2 separate regions of the Anas platyrhynchos genome follow, and region 1 is linked to region 2. A link is a contact called in public Hi-C data. All regions are on one chromosome and are shown on one strand. Each heading gives the region's core, a stretch centred on a gene start, on an enhancer-like site or on the middle of the called end of the contact. The rest is flanking DNA. Distances are from core to core; before and after follow the strand shown. Region 1 overlaps RPS6KA2 (ribosomal protein S6 kinase A2). Region 2 overlaps CEP43 (centrosomal protein 43).

What was found. A called contact is a pair of places that touch in the nucleus more often than the background predicts.
Region 1: a contact with region 2 is called in a Hi-C map of subcutaneous adipose tissue, with 3 times the contacts expected there. The contact joins two enhancer-like sites. A contact is called at or near these places in 3 of 8 Hi-C or Micro-C datasets (liver, skeletal muscle and subcutaneous adipose tissue).

Annotation. Positions count from the first base shown.
Region 1 is chr3:47,332,290-47,335,041 of IASCAAS_PekinDuck_T2T, reverse strand. The region is part of intron 2 of RPS6KA2 (ribosomal protein S6 kinase A2); the gene reads right to left. Among named protein-coding and RNA genes, the nearest start is that of RPS6KA2, 26 kb to the right of the region's middle. Within about 2 kb of position 1,326, at least 3 of the 8 cell types and tissues checked have an H3K27ac peak or open chromatin away from gene starts, as enhancers often do.
Region 2 is chr3:47,245,238-47,247,937 of IASCAAS_PekinDuck_T2T, reverse strand. CEP43 (centrosomal protein 43) reads left to right here. Exons shown (of 12, transcript XM_027454250.3): 7 at 169-386. Among named protein-coding and RNA genes, the nearest start is that of CEP43, 14 kb to the left of the region's middle. Within about 2 kb of position 1,332, at least 3 of the 8 cell types and tissues checked have an H3K27ac peak or open chromatin away from gene starts, as enhancers often do.

The DNA of each region.
Region 1 (2,752 bases), core at 77-2,576, 87 kb before region 2:
ACCGTTATTAATGCATGCCACCTAGAAAGGTACAGTAACCCAAACAGCATTGAAACCCTGACAGATTTAAACTGATCACTGTATCCAAGCTACCCAGTGCCAGCCTCCCACTGCACCAGTTGCCATGGCCTGCAGCACTGCTGTATCCCTGCAACTGCTTCCAGCACAGTCCTAGAGTTGGTGTGCTGTTTATTTTGTTAGCAAACAACAAGCACTTCTCCTGCACCTTCCATTAAAATGGCAGACTGGGATTGAGAAAGAAACACAGAATGGATCTTTCCTTATCTATAATGCCATAACAGGAGGGGAAATAATATAATAAAGCTAAAATCCTGATCCTTAGAGTAATTTAGGCTGGAAGAGACCTCTAGAGGACACCTAGACCAACATCCTGAGACGAGCAGAAACCACTCCCAAGTTAGACTGGGCTCAGACTGTATCCAGAAGTGGGATGATTATGGTCCAGGGAGCAGGATTTGGTAGATTTTCGATGGGAGAGTTTGTTTTTATTTTGTGTTTTACACTTAGCTTGGATATGGCTGTGCAGAGAATTATGATGGCGTGTTGTAGCTATGTTATTTACTGTCTAAGAAGCACTCAGTGTTATCTCCCACGCTTATACCACATGGAGTTCCTCAGGGTATAAGGATACATGATGCATATCACACAAAGCAGTTTAAAACTTGTTCATACAAAATGTACTTGGTTGCTCTGCTATAATCCATGCTATAGCTTAACTTCAAGGTCAGAAATACTTACTTGTCATACTGAAGTTTCACCCTGCTTCAGTAGTTTGTTTCAGCTCCCCAGAACCTGCTTCCCTATGTCAAGGACATAAGACATCCCAGCAAGCACTAACCAAAAGGCACAGAACCGCATTACTCTCAGCAGCACAAGCATCATATCAATATCCAAAGCGTGACAATAATGTTACCAAGGCTGTGCCAACACGAGAAGACACTAGAGGGATGGCTGCCCGTCTAGCATGACGTGGAAATATGTCCTTGACCACCGTGACCCCACCACCCAGAGAAGGAAGTCACCACAAGCAGCAAGGGACCACACTTCCCAAAACATCAGGCTCCTGAGGACACACCACTCACTACAGCAACAGTTCTGCCAGAGGCCAGAAAGAGGAGTGAGGCACACGTGAGCTGCCCAGTGTCTGAACTGAAAAATTCCCAAGCACCAGAGGCACTGTGACATATTAAAATTAAAGGAACTGAACTCGATAGGAGCAGCTTCGGAAGCCGACTGTAAGGGCTGTGCAGCTACAGTGCAGCTTGAGTTGAGCCGCACTAGATGTCAGCATTGCCTGCAGGATAGCACGGCTGAAGCCAGCCAAGCACATGCTAAAGATGGGTATTTAGGAAGTGCTGCACAGTGCTTCACTCCCAGACAAATGGGGTTCATGTTTGCATAGCACTAACAAGAATAAAATCTGCTCTTTGCTCTCACAGACACGTGCTGAGAAATAGCGTGCTTTGTCCATAAAGTGCATTCTCCCTCAAAGCTGCTCTAGTCTCATAACTAGATGAAAGCAAGGTTTAAAACCAAGTCAGTGTGTGGCCACAAAACAGTGCAGTCCAGTTTCTGTAGGGAAACAAAGAAGCTGGCACACTTTCGATACCTATTTTGGGGGGAACAACATTCCCAGAAAGAACAGAAAATCAGAGGTGTTCACTAAGAAGCAGAGCTGGCAGAGCCTGTTTTTGCACAGATTGATGGCTGCTGTCCCTCAGGCTCCTGTATGCCCCTTCCCCTGTTTGGACAAGGACAGAGGCAGGCCAGGAAGCCTGCTTGCTAACTCATCACATTGCCCTCTGCTGTTTCTTCCCTTGGAAGGGCACCATTCTCAGTCTCATCTCTACTCATTTGCTGACTTAGCCAAAACTTCTGAGAACACATATCCGTCTAAGGTGTGACCCCCCTTTTTCATGTCTGACTGAAGCTGGCCCCAATTACTGTTGGGGCTGTATTATCAGTGCAATCCTAAGCATTGTCTCTCCAGGAATATGCTGAAGATTTATCCAGTGAAAACTTAGTGCTTAGCACAGATTAAATTCAGAATCTATCAGCTGTAGCCTTCAACAGCAAACTGCTGCATAATTGCTTGCTCACAGGCCATTCCATCTCAGCGTACAGGAGCTTCCAGTACAAGTCTGCAAATCAGAATTATTTTTGTCCCCATGGCAACAGACCGCATATGGTCACACTGCAGTCAGAAGATGCGTCTGCCATTTATTTGCTTGATTCAGCCTAGCTAGTCCAGCACAATATAACAATGCAGCCAAAACAGCATGGGTCAGGCTCTTCAGACACTGACAATACACTTAGTAGCTAAAGCTCATGCTGCCATCCCCTAGCTGGTACTGAACCTACCGTCCCACAAATGCAGAGACACCACAGCACGCTACTGAGCAGCACCTGATAAAGAGATGCACATTGTGTTCTCTGAAATAATTTTGGCACTCATTTTTCAAAAGTGTGATACATTAAATCAACTTTAAGAGATACAGGTCATAGATCATATCCTGTCCCTGCCACCCAAAGAGCATCACCTGAATTAATAGACATAGGACTGGATAAGCAACACTTTCCACACCACAGATGGAGGTACCCAACAGGCTTACTGGTTCAATTGGCACTTTGTCTATGGACGCTTCCAGGTTTGACATGATAAAATCCTCGTTGGTTTTAGTAAGAACATGTCTGAATCCCTCTAATCAACCTTATATTAAAATAAATACAT
Region 2 (2,700 bases), core at 83-2,582:
TGTATGATATCTGATTGCAGAGGAGTACTAATAAAATTGAAATAACCAATGTCGGTTGGTATATATTATGCAACTGCTTACAATATTTTAAGAAATAAGTTTGTATGGGTTTTCTTCAAGAGAAATTACTTTTCCTTTCAGTGAAGTCTGTTTTCTTTATCTTTCAAGGTTGCCGAAAGCACTCAAAGTGATACAAGCGTCTCATCAGGGGAAGCAAGCAAAAGAAGCATTCATTTCCTACCTAACGAAACAAAACTAGATCCTCAGTTGCAAAACAAAGACTTAAATACCAAAGAAAAAAGTGACCCAGGTATGGATGAAGATGATGTAGAGGGAGATTCTTTTTTTGACGATCCTATGCCCAAACCAGAAAGAACTTACGGCTGGTAAGTGACTTGGACTCTCTACTTGATTTAGGTTTCTTGTGCTTAATATTCTTGCAGACCTTCAAGAGCTAGTTGATGTTTGATTATTCATACTTTGTAAGTGCAAGTGTTCAGATCTGTTCTGAAGTATTTTTTTTCTGAAATGCACTGTGTCAAGTGTGATCTCTTGAATGTACCTGAGAGAAAAACCTCTATCAATTTAATGTGCATCAGTTAAGCTGTGTAATGTCCCCAGGCTATTACTTCGGTGGAATGAACACATGAGGTACAGACACCAGTGTTTCTTCCTGCAGCAGAGCTGCAGTTGTGACCAGCACTAAAAGACATCAACAATGAGAGGGATGGTGTTTTGGATATCTGTACAAGTTCGCAAGGAGTACAAAACATCTGGTGAATGTGTAAACAGTAAGCATAAGGAAAGCTTTTTCACAGCTGAGGATTTCCTCTTCACACTGCAGCACCTTTTGTGTGCAGATCTGTTTTCAGCAAATTGTTACTCTTCCTGCATATGTCAATTTTGCAGATGTTTATGAAGGGCATTTTTAATTGGTCTACTGTGGCTGTCTGATTACTGAAAAATACCATTTGAAAGAATAGCTAGTGATTGAACTGTGCAACTGTTGTTTTTTTTTTTTTTATAAAACTCTATAGTTTATCTTTTCATTATCACTGCAGAGTTGTGATTCTTTTGGAGCTTAGTTTAACTATATTGAGAAGTGCTAGAAGATTGTTTTATGGTGTTCTTTTGATGTGCTTTAGTAATTGGACAATTTTTCTAACAATTGGAGGATTGTCCTAGCATGGTAGGGGCTACCAGAAGAGGCTGTAGTAACATTTGCAAGTCTGTTTCACAGTAGCCCTCCTCAAGTTCACTTTTTCCCAGGCTACAATGATAGTGGGCAGAACAGTATAAACCTTTTCGTATTTGTGACACAGTGAATACTTACCCTTGAAACAGGATTGTTTGGGTACATCACAAAGTAATCATGCTAGGTTTCTTTTCAAAAGATGAATGGACTGTTTGAGAAAGATTACTGATTCATTTTTAGTTAGAATCATAGAATATCCTGAGCAGAAAGGGCCCCGCAAGGATTGTAAAGTCCAACTCCCGTCTCCACACAGGACCACCCAAAAATAAGACCAGATGTCTGAGCATTGCCAAAACACTTCCTGAACTCTAGCAGGCTCCGTGCCATGCCCACTGCCATGGGGAGCTTGTCCCAGTGCCTGACCACACTCTCGGGGCAGACCCTTTTCCTAACACCCAGACTGACCCTCCCCTGTTGCATCTTTCTGCCATTCCCTTTGGCCATGGGTAATTAGATGTCTACAAAGAGCAGAATTGCTTTTTCTCAAAAAGCAGTGATTTTTTTCTGTGGATAATACTGTGTGTTACAAATAACCCTATGATGGTAGTTCTTTTCTTTTTCTTATTGGAAATAGCAGGATTAAAACTGCATCTTGAGTGCATTTACTGTTCCATATTCAATAACATGGTTAAGTAGCTGTTAACCAAAACCTAACCTTTGTAGCATGTGGTTACATTGCCATTAAGCATGTTTAAATGATAATTTGTAATATTAAAAATCGAATAATTGAACTTAATCTTTAAAATGAACTATTAAAGGAATTCAGTCCTTCAGATATTGAACCAGAGATTGTTATTGAACTAAAATAAAATAGGAATTACTGCAAATTATTATATTTGCAGGTCATGGTAGAAGTGTTTCTTAGGTTATTTGTTGATGCAGTGGCCAGGTGGTAGAAGCACAAAAGACTGAACATCTGGGTAATACCCGTTTCTCATTGTTCAAGCATTTTCATATCACAGGGCAAATTAACTCTGTGGGTATCTTTCTTTAGTGCCTACTAAAAAGAACCATACAAGAAAAAAAGACTATTATTGATTAAAATGAGGATTTTCTTAGTGGAGAAACTTCCTACAGAAAAAACGATTTTCAAATTACATCTGTAGTAGAGTCACAGTCTGACTAATAGATTTTCACTCGCCCTCAGTCTCTGACCTGTTGTTGAAAATTTAAGTGGTAAAATACATGGCATTTTGGTCGTCTAGGTATAATGAACAATTTAAATTATGTTGTTCATTCTTAATAGGAATGCAGTCAGAATAAGAGTTCCAGTAATATTAAATGTGAAAATATCAATCTCATTTTTAATAATAGTCTTTCTTTATTTGTAAGAACTATTTGAACTTGGCACTTTGAATATATGAATGGAATGTGTAATAACCAAGTAAACTTTAACTGACGGTGATGAGATCCATCATGCCGTAACAGAGGGTTTTCATTCTGTG